Linked DNA regions of Columba livia: region 1 is linked to region 2. The links are chromatin contacts, called in public Hi-C maps. All regions are on one chromosome and are shown on one strand. Each heading gives the region's core, a stretch centred on a gene start, on an enhancer-like site or on the middle of the called end of the contact. The rest is flanking DNA. Distances are from core to core; before and after follow the strand shown. Region 1 holds the start of CUX1 (cut like homeobox 1). Region 2 overlaps CUX1 (cut like homeobox 1).

Region 1 (7,066 bases), core at 129-2,628, 35 kb after region 2:
TGAAGGGAAGCTGGTTTGCGAGGACTTTCCCTCGCAGGAAACAAGACTTGTAGGCTGTTATGAGCCAGCACAGTAAAGCATCAATATTCCCCTCATCTGTCAGATCCTGGACAGCAGGAGAGGCTGGAGAGCCGGTGAATTATGTAAGCGTGCCCTCCCGCCGCCGGGCGGGACTCCCCCGCGCCCCGCCGGCCCCGCACCGGCCCCCGCGGCAGCCACCCCGGCCGGCGCTGCCCCCGCACCCCCCGCACACACACACGTTCCCCCCGGGCCGGGCGAGGCCGGGCGCTCGGCCCCTTCCCGCCCCGCGGGACCCCGCCGCCGCTCCATCCCTCGCCGACAGCGGCTCCCCCTCCGCCCCCCGGCGCGGTGCCAGCGCGGCCGCGGCGCTCGCAGGGCGGCGGGAGCGCGTCGGGCCGGAGCCCCCTGCCCGGCGGCGGCGGAGAGGCGGGGGGCCGGCACCCCGCGGCGAGGCGAGGCGGCGGCGGCCGGGCAGCGGCGGGGAAGCGTCCGCCTGGCCGGCACCACAGCGCCCCCAGCCCCCGCCGCTCCGCGCCTGCACGCCGAGCCCGGCCGGCTCCCTGCGCCCCCACACAAAGTCCCAGCACTCGGTAAACTTTCCCCGGCTCCCGGGGAGAAAAAGCGGCGGGGAAGCGGCGGCAGGAAAGGGGAAGGCAACGGGGGAGGGAGCCGGGCGGGCGGCGGAGAGGAGCGGCCGCCGGGCAGCCCCGCCGCCGCCCTGGCCGCCCCGCACGGCCCCGGCCGGCGGGGGGGAACGGGAAGCGGGGAAGAGAGCAGCCCGGGACGGAGCGGGCGAAGCGGCGACGGCCCCGGCAGCGCCGGCTCCGGCGCCATCTTGGGCTGATCGATGAATTGAACAAAGAGGATCAATTTCCGATGGGGCCGGTGATCAATGGCGGGGGGGGGCGGGCGGAGGGAGCGGAGCGCCGCGGCCGGGCGGAGCGGGGGGTTCCCTTTAGGCGGCGCGGGCCGGCAGCGGGAGGAGGAGGGGGAGGCCGGGCCCGAGGGAAGGCGGAGAAGGGAAGGAGCGGGGGGGGGGGTCCGGCGGCGCGGCCCGGCCGGTGCGGCGAGCGGGAGAGCCTGACCTGCAGCTGCTGTAAATCAAAGCGCTTCCAATATTGAAACATCGATCCCACATTGGCCGCCATCTTGAGACATATTGAGACAGAGTGAGCGGCTGATAGAGAGAGAGGGGCTGGAGTTCAGGAGCCGGGAGGGAGGGGGAGGGAGGGAGGGAGGGAGCCGGGAGGGGGGAGGAGGGGCGGGGGGGCAAGGGGGAGGGAGGCGGGCAGGGAGCGCCCAAATCCCGGCCTGGAGCCCGCGCCCGCCCGGAACACGGACTCAGCCCGTGCGCTCGCGGGGGGGGCGGGGAGGGGGCGCTGCGCCCGCGCGCTCACAGGGCGGGCGCGCCCCGCACTACCCCCCAATATACACACACATACATACACAATCACCCCACATACACACACACAACCCGCCCACGTACACACACATACACCCCGGGGGCGACACGGCGGGCGCGGGGACATGGAGGGGGCAGCGGGGCGGTGGGGGGTACGGTGTTGCGGGAGGGGGGGCTCTGCGGGGCAGTGCGGGGTGCGGCGGGAGGGGGGGGGGAGGCTCTGCGGGGCAATGCGGGGTGCACCCCGCATTGCCCCGCAGAGCCTCCCCCCCCCCCCCTCCCGCCGCACCCCGCATTGCCCCCCCTCAGCTGCACCCCGCATTGCCCCCCCACGCTGCACCCCGCAGTGCCCCCCCCCCCGCACAGCCAGCGGGTGCGGGGGTTAATGGCAGAGAAAGCATCGTGCGCGGCAAATGGTTCCCCGACACGCAGGGGAGGTTGATGCCCTGTCGGGGAGCCTGCGGTCTAAAATTAGATAAGTGGAGAGAGTTTAGGGGAAACAACAATGAAAAAAAAACTCCATTCGAGGCAGCCTGATTCACTGTGTCCGGGGCGGTACGAATTCGGCTTTAAAAGAGATTTATTTAAATGTAGACGGGCACTTACTCATCGGGCTGGTGCCGCTGACCGCTGCCTTGGAGGGGACAACTCGGGTGAGGGCTGGAAAATCACATCCCAGCCCCGTGCAGGATATCCATAGAAACGGAGATTAAAAGGATGAAATAACTTATTTTGTTCTAAACAATAATGTTACTATAAATATGAACATTTTCCTTGCTCTCTTCCTGAAAAGCACAGAACCTTTTACCAGGCTCATCTCTTAACAAAACAAACCAGCGTACACAAACAGTCCGCAAATGTGTTCCCCCCGCAAGAAACCATTAGAAACCATTCCTCGTTTCCTTACTGGGAAATGGGCAAAACCACGGTCTGTACCTGTCCCCTTCTAAACCAATAAACTGCACAGTATTTTTCCAAATACAGCTACTTTCGCTGTTTTGCACTTCATCTGTAAAAGGAAAATATATCTTCCTCCGGGTAAGTGAGCGATTGTAGATTTTTTCTCAAATTGTATTTGATCATCGAGTGAATTTAGTGCTCACTCAAGTCAGTGGGCTGACTACTTGAAAATGGCTCTATCTTTTGAGGGGTTACAGCAGAGACAGCGGCAGAGCAATTGCTACAGATTATTTCCCAATCCGCTGCCGTCCTCGTTTGGAGGAGCACCATTATTTCAGCCTCCATTTCCACTTTTTGCTGAGGCTGCTGCTTACAAAGATACTAATTGCGATGGCGGGTTTTATGTTAATGGCTTCCACGTAATGATCAGCTCGACAACTATAGACCTTCAAATTGTTAGTTGGCTGTACTGGGAATACAACTAATGGCATTTGGTGATGAGAATGTCGGGCCTCCGTCTGGTGAACGAGGCCGAGGTTGGAACCCGAGCGCCGTGGCGCACGCGGCCGTCGTGGGGCTGCACCCAGAGGTGCCTTTTGAGGAGGAAACCCCTTTTCCTCCAGAAGTGCCCTGTTTCGAGGGCGGGCGGCTCCTTGCTGGGACGGCGGCTGCGTGTGCGCGGCTGGGGTGATGTCTGGGAGGTGTGGGGTGCCCGGCCGGGGTCCCCCCTGCTCCAGCGAGAGGGTGTCGGGTGCTGCTGAGCACCAGCCGGCTGCAGGGATGGAGCCTCCAAATTCTGACTAACAACGTAACCGGTTTGGTAGCTCTAAAATAGGATTTTAATCCTGGGAAGCATCATTTCACATTCCAGTGATCTAATCAAAATCCTTTCCTCTAATCTCTCCATGGTCCCCCCTTTCTAGATGAAAGAGGCTGGAGTTCCTGTCTTCACCCTTTCTCCGCTGCCTCCCTGCTCTACCAGTCTGTTCTGTGTCCAGGCAACTGCAAAGAGACATTTCAAAGACTCCTGCCGTGCCATGTAGATGTTTTCTCTTGTTAGTTTGGACTGCAGGTGTGTAAGCCCCAAGGATGAAGTACCACGGTGCTGTTTTAGGTTCCAGGCATACAGTCATAGTACAATAAATCACATAGTAATGCTCCACTTTGAACGCGCACGCAAAGAAAAAGGAAAAGAAAAAAGCATCTGACCTGAATCATTTTCTGGAAACACATCTGGTTAAAATCCAAAGTTTTAAATTGAGTAATATTTTAAAATACATTTGGTAGGTATTAAATTACAGTGTTATATCTGGTAATATTTATGATACTAATGTGTTAAGCAGAGGTTTATATCTGTCAAGAAATATGAATGATTGTCATATGGGGTAACAAATGTATCCTGATATAAATAATATTTTATGATATTTTTAACATTCTCGTAGTCTTTTTTTGCGGGAGTTACATCTTGTCACGTTATTGCCAATTTGAAATAAAAGCTCTGTGGCTAGATACCAAAGCTTTTAGCTAGATAATTTTGACTGAGAATAAACAGTACGGCTGATTTTAGGAAGTACTGAGAAACCTTAACTCTGCCGGAAGACAAATGCTGAGCACCTTTAATTCCTGTTGTCTTCCGTACAGGATCAAGTCCCTTATTTGCCGTTTGGCGTGGCAACCAGCCCAAGGAAATCTTGCTTGACAGCTCTGTTTTCTCAAAGTGCTGCATTTCTCCAGGCTGGATTCTGCAAAGATCCTGCAGGGTACAGAGCTCCTCGGAGCAAGCGATAATTTGCTTTGTGTTCCTGCTGGAACGTACCTATGTAAGATGGAAGAAAGACCTTGGAAAATTCGGTGCACGCTGGCAAGAAGACGGTTAGAACAAAGTTTCCTTGAATTATTATGTTTTGAGGAATCGGGCTTGTCTGTTTGTTTGAGGAAGGTTTTCTTAAGGTTAGATTTGATCTGTGTAAATGCTAACTTCTTTCAACATGCACTGGTAGAGTACTGAAAAAGTGACTATGGTGTATTTGAAGTTTAAATCTAAAATGATGGCAGTAACTAATAGGAGTTCAGTGATGCTTGCTACGTCCAAAACACTTGTAAGTAGGTTGTACAGTTTTCTTTTACATTTTCTCCCAGGTATAGTCATACAGGCACTATTTTAGGAATCAGGCAAATACTTGATTAAAATTTGTTTACTATTAATTTTACTAGGTCATAAAACGTCACTAATACAGATATTAAATAACATATTTGCACATTGGGCCATCAGTGGCAATTGATCTTGTTATGCCTCACATGTCATCATCCAGAATACTGAAGAAAATGGACCTTTATTCCAATGAGTCTCTTCTTCATTGATTCCTGTTTTTCTTCTACTTTTTCACATAAAGTGACTCCCAAATATTCTGTAAAAGTTCCTTTAGAGCCTCCCCTGACCGCTCCTTGTCCAGCCTGTCCCCTCCTCACTTTCAAGGCTCTCACCTTTGCATTTCTGCTGCCTGGCTCCACGTGCCTGTACCTGCTGGAACGGAGCGTCTCATTCCCAAATCCCGTCCCTCTCCACTGCCAAAGTGTCCTTGTGTTCACTCTCAAACTGGATTTGAGAGCAAAGTAAGCTGTGCTCCATCTACCCTGGTTATATCATGCCATTGCATAGCCAGACTCCATAGGGATGGCAAAGAATAGAGACTGCCAAACAGACTGATAATTTATGTTCCTGGGAGATTTATCCCAAATTAAGATCAAAACTCATATATGTCTTCCAAATCACAGATTACTTTTTTTTCCAATTATTGTCAGTGACTCCAGTTCTGCTTGATTTATATCTCTTGTAGTAGCCAGAGGTTTTGCAGCATATAAATTGCCAGAGGATTTGGCCAGTGATGTGGACACAATGATGTGTACAAGCTCAGGAAACCCCCCGAGCAGAAAATGGTTGGAAGCTGGGAGAATAAGGAGTATCCCATGTGCATGGGTGTCCACCCGTGGTCACTGGCAGAGACAGGAGGCTCGGCTGGATGGACCCTTGTTTCTGAACAACGTGGCGATTCCCACATTCTTTGATAATCTGTGAAAGTTTTAGCACAAGTCATGCAGACAGCGGCATATGTGACCTAAGCGTGCAATCCGTAACTACTGCACAGCCACAGATACGCGCTGGTAGGTGCAAGCAATTCTCATAGAGGGCAGGGAAAACAGCCACAATTAAAAGCAAAGTAAATTTGGGTGGTGTGGTTACTTGCTGTTTAGCTCTGAAGACATTTAGAAGTATCCAGCGTAACCCACAACAGATCTTCTTTGAGGATTTGTGGATTAAGCCATACCAACAAAAACATGTGATGACATTGTAGTGGTATTCTCTGCCATGTACAGCAGGAGTTATTGAAGACCCCAAAAGAACAAATGTATTACTGTGCCTAATGAATCGAGTCAGTCTTCCCAGATTGAATATGTTTGCAACATTTCTGTCAAATAGCTGCCTTTCTTACGGTATATTCTATCCAGATGCATGGTTGTGTTTTGGCCAATGTAAGTAATAACAATACCCATAGGCAATCAGGAGAAGAAAAGGACCTAGCAGATTATTCCCGCCCTTTAGCTGGCAGTGAATACCAGTTTCACACCAAATTTATTTGAGCGTATCGCTCGTACCAGTTTCAATTTGTAAGCGCCGTCCTTGCCTTATTGTCCTTTGTCCCGTGCCAGGATGGTACCAGAGGCAGCGTTTGCTGGGCACGTTGAGCCCTTCCTTGGCTGGGCAGGGCTCACGCTTCCTCTTCTCTCCCACTTAGGCTGTTCTGTTGATTTGCACATTTATCTTCTCTGTCCTTTAAAGGGGTTAAGGAGACAAGTTAGTAAATTACGTTCCCAGGCAAAATTCCCACCTTTTTTCTCACTTGGAACCTTTCACTTGTTTTTCACTTGTTTTTTTACCTCTTATTGGTTTCTGTTAGGGTTTTGGGTTTGGGTGTTGGGGTTTTTTTTGCACATCCTTTTTTGCGGTACTTAACTCTTGCTGTTCCTGTCATGAATTTCCTCACCCGCTTCATGCAGCCACTTCCTCACTACACGTTCTTGCTCTTGCCAACTTGGTTGGGGACCCGTTTTGGCCATGCTTTCCCCCCAGCTCTGTCCCAGCCAGGTTTTTCTCCCAGGTCCAATATTTCACGCATTACTTTACCAAGCTGAAACCAGCATTATTAGTTTAAATCCCTTTTTGATTTTGGAACCTCAACTGGAATATTCTATTCTGCTTTCTTTGTGCTGCTCCCCCCGTGGCAGGAGAGCTGGTTTAGTGACCGTAGCTGGGGATGGGATCTGCCTTCAGATGTCACACGGCTTTTCGTGACATGAAACAATTCACCAAGTCTTCCCTCAGTTTCTCCATTCTGTACAGTACTCGTGGTCACCGGGAGATAAACATCTCATGGTGAGTGTCTGGCACTTGCACCTCGTGGGCTGCAGAACTGCAGGAAGGAGACGGAGGGAAATACAGAAATAAAGCAGTGGAGCGGCTGCTCCCTCACCCACCGGTTTCCCTTTCATTCACTTCCAGATAAAGCCTATAAAGCAGGTGAGCGCAAAGCTGATGCTGGCTTGGAAAAGAGCAAAACGGTGTTTCTTTCACTTTCCAATCACAAACACTTAAACATCCCTCTGCTCCTTTCCTCCAGCTGGGATTTTCAGTCCCCTGTCACCCCCCGGCGCTCGCAGCCTTTGCGGGGTGTCCCTTTAGGGTGT
Region 2 (7,681 bases), core at 4,123-6,622:
TTAGTGAACAGTTTGACGTTGTTATCACCGTTCGCCATCCCCATGCGCTTTTCAAACAAACCACAAATAAATAGCGGGATTACCTCTGAGCTGCTCACAGATTCATTGCCTCCCGTATCTCCGCTCTTGATCTAGACACTCTTGAAGAAAAGCCAAATTTTACCTCTCATATACACAGATGAGAGCGTTGGACACTCTCATCCTAACGCCAGAACGCACCTCTGTTGAGAAAACCGAGGAAATACCATAAAGGCTTAGGCCTGACAATATGAGTATTTAACCCAAAAATGCCTCTTCTGAGATGAAATAACACGCTATACATTATATCAAATAATAAAAGCTTTGCTTTGAGACTGGTTTTCTTTCTCAGTCTAGATCCTACATGACTGGAAGGGCTGGAAAAAAAGAGTTCTAGCTAAAGAACATCTGTGTATTTAAAAGATGTATCTATCTAGGTAACTAATAAGTTTATTGCAGGAAAAGTGAGTTGACAAATATGAAGCACCATAAAAACCATGAAATTATCAGTCCACCAGAGCTGGGTTTTGGCGGCATAGCTGGCTGGTAAGTACAAAAGATAATCTAAATAAAACAACTATTCTTCTACACAAAAATATCTATAGAGATCTGCTTCAACAGCAGAGAGCCTACAACCTCTTAATGCTTTTCAAAGGTCAGTATTTCATTATACACAAAAATGAGAATTTTTGCATTACGAAGTGAGTCATCCAAAGCATTTCACTGGAAACGTCTTGCAGAGAATTCTCTGGATTCACAGGAATGGCACTGGGGGAGACGAAGTTTGAAATGCAGCATTCGTCTCACATTAGAGACATTAACCTGAACAGCAAGGGACCTAAAAACAACCCCCATTCTGCTGAAACTTGATTATTTTTTCAGCTATTGTTTTTCACTTAACTTTAGCTAAGTCTTATTTATACAGTCCTATAAGCAAAGGTCAAACTGTGCTTAAACCCACCACACGTTTATTCTGCTCTCCTACCTCTCCACTTCTTTCATGTCACGCAGGAAAATATTTAGAATTTTATCCTGGCTTTTCACATCCTTTAAATGGGCCGGAATAAAAATGGAGAGGAGGGGTGTTGTTTGATTTGGCTTCTTTTTTTCTTAAGCTTTATCTGATATTTCTTGGGGATGTTTTGTCGTCTGTCCCATTCTGCAAGCTGCCTTACCCAGCCTTGAGGACAACCGGTTGCCTTCCCGGTTTGAAGCCGCTGTCGCTAAACATGCTGCAAACGCTACGTTTAGTAATGTGGACTTAAAAAAACGTATTGCTACAACACTGGGGACGCGGCCCCGGCTTTCACGTGCCAGGGCACACAGTTCCAGCCCTGGGAAGTTTCACCCAAGTTCCTCCTTGAACCGCTGCCATTCCTCATGTTGCAACATCCCGGACGCGTCTTTTCCCACACGGACAAGCGGAGCCATGAACCTGCACCCACGGAACAGCAGATTCCCATTAGAGGAGAATATTTGGAAAGGGATTGCTAGATGCTGGTTTATGTACCACTGCAGATTAAGCGGTATCGGTAAGCCCACAGAATTTTCTTCCCCGTGATGCCTCTGGTTATATTAGTTCACTATGAATCTTTAATTTTTGTGCTTTATGTGTAGTAACGTACAGGATTCTGCAGTTGCAGATGGAAAGAAAAAATCTCAAAAGGACTTGTCAACCTTTCCTCAATCTCTGTCAGTACTCGGCAAAACACACACTCGAGAGGTAACTTGCACAGGTTTGCTGTGGGATGAGCACTAAAATGATGAGAAACATTTGGGAAAAGTCATGCATGATACATCATCTACTTTTTCAAGGCACCACCGTTACAGTTACAAGGCAAAACCACCACCTACACACAGTACCTTATTTTTGTCTAGAAACCTCGCTTGATTTGTTTCTGTACACTTCACACTTTGTATTTTATACATTTCTAGACAGATTATGCTCTAGAAAATCATCTGGGAAAGAAAGGAAGAGGGACTTAGACGATGAGCTTAGGAATTACTCTTTGAAAGCAGCACAGTTTCTTCTGTGGTTCTGTCCAAATAATAATAGGGATACCAAAAATAGCCATTAATTAAACTAGCAATAAACCCCGAAGGCAGAGCCGGCCTTGCCCATCTCCCCGCGGGGCTGCAGCGGCCCCCACCACCTCGTTCCTTTCCCCACCATGTGTAGAAACTATTTCAAGAAATGATGCAAATTCCTTTTCTTATTTTGATACTCCTAACCTTGTGCTTTAATCCGGCCCTTTGTGGGTAAGGAATAAGTCTACTTTTGCATTTTAATACTGACTACACAAACCAGTCCACGCTCAGCTTCAAAAATCTTTACACAATGTGCCCTAAATATCCAGCCAAAAAAGAATGACAAAATTACACATTACTTCTGTCATTATTCGCTCTCTTACCATATGTCTAAGGTAAGCAGAACGCTATCTACATAATGGATTCAGCCCTGATAAGTCTGGCCTGCCGAGGCTGGTGAACCTGAGCTAACACTCCATCACTTATTTACTGCATCTCTAAAGCATTTCAGATTCTAAGCTGAATATATATTTCACACAGTACCAAAACTTTTAAATATCCACAGGAAGATTTCATTTTTATAGGCAATAAACATTAAATCTAAAGGACTGGAACATAAAAAGTGTTTTAATACCATATAAATCACCTTTCCCTAGACAGAATAAATCTCTGAAGGTTTTAAGGACTGCAATATAAATTTTTATGGCAAATTATCTACATAGAAATTACTTGCATGAGATGCACTTTCACTTCTCTTTCTCATTTGCATAGCGCTGACAATCTTTTCAATCACAACGTTCAAACCAATTTGGAAAGTCCAGGGCACAATGCACGGAAGCGCTGGCTGAACGCGGGTGGTTCCTCCTCCTCCTCACCACGGTTCCCCTGACTGCTGCTCCCCGGCAAACACAGACCCTCGCTTTGCAGGGATAACAACGCTAACACATAAAAATTAAGGCTCAGATGAATAGCTACATCTCCTTAAAAAGAATTTGTTGGCTTTTCTAACACAGAAGCGCTGCTACTAGCCCTCACAACTAAGAGGAGATCACTTCATGCTGTGAGTCTCCCAAAGCAAAGAGCAACAACGGGCTTAGCTGGAAGGGTTTGAATTGAGGAGCGACAGCCAAAACTGTTCTCTGGGATGCTCCCACGTCCACAACGCCAGGATCTTTCCTTTGGATCCCTCCATCATAACGAGATGACACCCTCAGGTTTCTAAAAGGCTCTGACTTCCAACTAAACAGTTAATAACCACAGAAGGTGAGAGGCCGATTGTCATCCATGGTGACACAAGAAGCGATCGCTCCTGAAAGCTTCTGTCTCAGCCTGTTGGCATAAATACTTCCTCGTAACTACAGCAGAAACACGCACGAGATGCGTAATTCCCGAGGCTCCAAAGGACGGGCACCGGCGAGGTGTGGTATACCACTGTTACCAAAAATACTTTGGTTTATTCACCATTTCATTACAAGGAAGGTGTGCTGACAGGGTTTCCCATAGAAAAGGGCAGAATTAGTTCTTGGAAAAGCTCCTGCTGCCTCGGAGTCAGGTCTGAAATGTGCTCAGCACTTCACCGAATCCTCCCCTTGAGGGACATCAGAGTAAATACAAAGTTAAAGCACCCAAAGAACTGCAAAGTCCCAAGGAGAAAACAAAAAAAGAGTAGGAAGTTTGCAAAAAGAGCTAAGAATAGCACATTATTTCCAATGTATATTTCCCTTAGAAAATATTTTCAGGACTTCTGTGCTACCAATCAAGTTAAGATAACACAGCAGAGGAAGAAACACAAGCCGGTTCCCAGGCGGTTTCCTACGCTTCAAAGGTATTTACTTAATAAGTACCATGTATGGATAAAATGAGATCATCAACCTAGTCATAAGATGGTTCTCCAGATTTTTAATGAAATCATGCACGGTATGATTTAAAGAGTGATCATTTGTGCACGCTGACTACAGGAAGCACACGCTCCCCTGCCAGAACGCCCCGAGATGTTAGAGGGTTGAAGATTATGACTATTGGAGCAGGGGAGGGAAAACTCCATTGAAATACATGAATCGCAGTGACTTGCAAAAGAATTACAGGGTCATTTCTAAGAGTTTTGGCCAATGCGATGAGGCATTTGCTTCCTATCTGATGAAGGACTGAAGTGACATAAAGCTTTCTTCTATAGGATTTCACAAGCTTTTATTACTTTCCTGAATTATCTTTGAATCTAGAGGATGGGATATTATTTTCTTTTGAAATGCCAGGTTGCTGCTAGTCTTCCCACTTGTACGATCCACAAAACCTATTAACATTTTCAGTAATTAACGCTAATACTTGAGAAAAAAAAAGCCATTGTGTTAAGAAATGCTTTAACAAGATCAAGAAAGAAAACAAGTGCTTCTCAGACTGTATATAATTTATTTTGCTACGTTTGGTTTTGGTTTTTTTTCCAGAGAAAACCAAGTAGGGACTACGTATCACTGTGTTCCAGCACCTTCATCCTCCTCTTTTCCCTCTTTCCCCACAAGCAATACTGTGCAAATTTTACAAAAGCATTTATTTCCTTCACCACAGAAAACTAAACCCTTTCACAGACCATCTCCCCTCTGCACTTTCCTGTTGGGGAGAAGGAAAAAAAGGGGGAAAAAGCTTTTTGTACTCTTCTCTGCCTGCAGTCTTAAGCAGCTTGGTAGGCAGAAGCTGTCTTGGATTTTTCCTTTCAATACTTTGAATCTAAGTTTATTTTTAATAAGTTGGGCCCCTGCAAAGTATGAATTTCAAATGCTCCAGGATTACATATATTGCTGCCTGGGCAGCTTTGCTGGCTCTCCATACGGTGTGAGAGCACGCGGATGAGTTCAATGCACAGGAGCAATAATCAAGACCTCCCTTTAAATGAACTTAATCCTGGAACCAAGGCGTACCGGACTGGAAAGTCTGAGTCAAGTTGTGGCTGTTTTCCCAAACAGATCATGAAAGAACATTCAGCCCTAAACCCAGCGCAGCCCAACTGTGCATTTTATAGGATACTTATCTGTGAATCAGCAGATCACAGACTTGAAGGCCAGACATTCTTCCCACTCCAGCCTTTAGTCATTTGATCAGGAGAGCCAAGAAAGAACTCTCTGAAGAAGCTTTCAGTGGTACTTTTCAGGAAAAAAGCAAGTTTGTTTTTTTAAAAAAATCAAGGGGGAAACAGCAACCCTGAAGGTAGCAAACAGAGATTCCAAAAGGAAGAAGCAGGGACCTGAAATGCCAAGTCAAGCCACACTTACTGCTTTGGGGTGGGGTGGAGAGCACCTTCAAAATAACTACCTTCTAAGCGGCTTGAGCTTGCAGTCAACCCCCCCGGCCTAATGCACCCAACCAAAGGTCAGTAAATTCCCTGGAAAATGAATCATTTTAAAGATGAAATGGAAGCTGAAGAAAGGTTTTGAACATGGGTCAAAGAGGCCCTTCAACACACAGTCAGGAACAACCACTGAGCACAAACTGCACTCGACAGTCGCTACTCCATCCACCAGCCCCTCTCCTCACCTAAACCCACAGAATCACAGAATATTAGGGATTGGAAGGGACTTCAAGAGATCATCCTGTCCAATCCCCCTGCCGGAGCAGGAACACTGAGATAAGGCTACACAGGAATGTGTCCAAGTGGGTCTTGAACCCGCGAACCCGCCTAGGAAAACCATCTACTTCAGGGAAAAGAAATAAAATCCACAGACCATTGTACACCCTGCTGTAATTTAGTGACAGAAGGAGGCACAGAGCGCTCAGCACTTGGGGAAATAAATGGTTACTGTTTAGTAAATTATGGTTTTGCTATTATAAGTTATAGTCATTTGAACTTAAATATTACTAAAAAATAATGCAAACCCACGTCTGCCCACAGGCACCAAGCAGTAGTTGGGAGTTGGCGCCCGAGTTTCCCTGAGGACAGGCTGCACTGTGTGTGCCAAGAGCTGGGGACAGACGGCTGGGATTAGAGGGACCTGGGCTTGGACTTGGTTTGCTCCACACAGTTTTGTGCAAAGTCTACATTTACATGTCCCAGAAAGTACCACTACTGGAGGGTGGGCCCCAAATTGGTAATATGGCCACAGAAGGATATGACAGAACTTTAATGTTGGTACCTTCTGCAACTACTTGCCCTAAAATGATGTGGTTCTTTGTGGAAAACTGTAATCCAAAGCCTAAACCGCAAGGCCTTTCTGGATGGCACTAACAAGACCATAGCATCTGCTGTCAAGTTTAACGAGTTCCACCAAAGCTACACACAAACCTCAGATAAATCTGTAAAACAAAATCTTTTCCTTCTGGGTATAAGCCAGTTCTAGAGTTAATTGACTTCTTCAGACTTTGCCCCTAAGCGATGTCTCAGTTACAAAGCAGAAGAAATGGAGACACATGGCATATATATGAATGTGTTGTCAGGGGACTGCTGCTCAGGACTTTGAATACATTGCCCCACCAAAAAGATGACATTCTTACTTCAAACCCCACCCCAAAACAAAGGTTTGCAGTGACATCAAGATCCAGACAGTATACCCAGTTACTTCTGGGCAACTTGTCTGGCTTCAGTAGGTTTGCTCAACTGTATGATTAATCTACATTTTCCCCCTTCAAATGTACATAGCAACTTTTCCTCAAGCAGATATTCTCCTGCGTGCATCAGCTAGATGGTCACGTCTTCTGGTTCTGAAGAACAACCCAAATGCCCCATCACCTACACAGCAGGAACCTCCCACACTTCACAAAACATCAAAGACCCAGCAAAAATATCCTGCAATCTTCCCAGCACGGGTGTGTATTTTCACTATAACATCAAGATGAAAAGTTCTCAGTAAGATTCAGGGCACACTGTTAAGTAGTTTTTAGATACGTATTATCATCTACAGACAACCATGTTTGTGTGAGAGTAACAACATACTCAGCCCTCAGAAACCTCCTACTGCTGGGCTGCGACTGCTTAGACAGGGCTCTTAGGATGAAAATGCTAGGCCAGGCTCAACTCAACCCTAGATGGCACTGCTTATCACTCATTGGCATGTTCCTCGCTCAGCTACGGGAACCATGCCAACAAACACTCTCATCACACCACAGACTATACATTCGAAGGTATACGGTGAAACCGTCCTGGGCGGCAGGGCAGGAGCCCCTATTTCAGGAACAATATCTCATTTACTGCTCCAACACCTTCTACGTGAGTAATGGTGGGACTGAGGGACAACCAGTCCTCAGCCCAGCACCTCTGAGGAGAGATCTGCTCCTGGAGAGCGGGCTGATAACCACATTTAGACACGAATGTCAATGGGAATGCTTTGCTCTGCAAAGCCAAGGAACAAACTCCCAAACTATTTTCCTTAAATAATTCACTGAAAAAGAATAACACCACAAAACCAAACAAACACAACCACACACAAACCAACTCTGTTCTGTACAGCAGAAGGTGCTGGATCAGATTTTTAAATGTTTTTACTCAAATACAAGCTAAATCACTGACAAAGAATTAAACAAGATTTTCAGAATACCCCATAACTGGCTGGTGCTTTTCAGGTAACAGTCATAGTCTCCATGTAAAGTCATTCCATCAGTTTCCCAGGGATGGAGGTGAGGCTGACCTGTCTATAGTTACCCGGGTGCTCCT

Evidence for each region. A called contact is a pair of places that touch in the nucleus more often than the background predicts.
Region 1: a contact with region 2 is called in a Hi-C map of crop, with 1.6 times the contacts expected there. The contact joins the promoter of CUX1 here to the enhancer-like site in region 2. A contact is called at or near these places in 2 of 2 Hi-C or Micro-C datasets (crop and liver).

Annotation. Positions count from the first base shown.
Region 1 is chr20:6,648,779-6,655,844 of bColLiv1.pat.W.v2, forward strand. It overlaps CUX1 (cut like homeobox 1), which reads right to left and starts at 1,379. Exons shown (of 23, transcript XM_065037091.1): 1 at 1,107-1,379. The coding sequence starts at 1,169. LOC110358510 (a long non-coding RNA gene) reads left to right here and starts at 483. Exons shown (of 5, transcript XR_010467351.1): 1 at 483-611; 2 at 3,247-3,395; 3 at 3,965-4,195; 4 at 6,723-6,899; 5 at 7,000-7,066.
Region 2 is chr20:6,609,814-6,617,494 of bColLiv1.pat.W.v2, forward strand. The region is part of intron 1 of CUX1 (cut like homeobox 1); the gene reads right to left. Among named protein-coding and RNA genes, the nearest start is that of CUX1, 37 kb to the right of the region's middle. Within about 2 kb of position 5,373, at least 1 of the 3 cell types and tissues checked has an H3K27ac peak away from gene starts, as active enhancers do.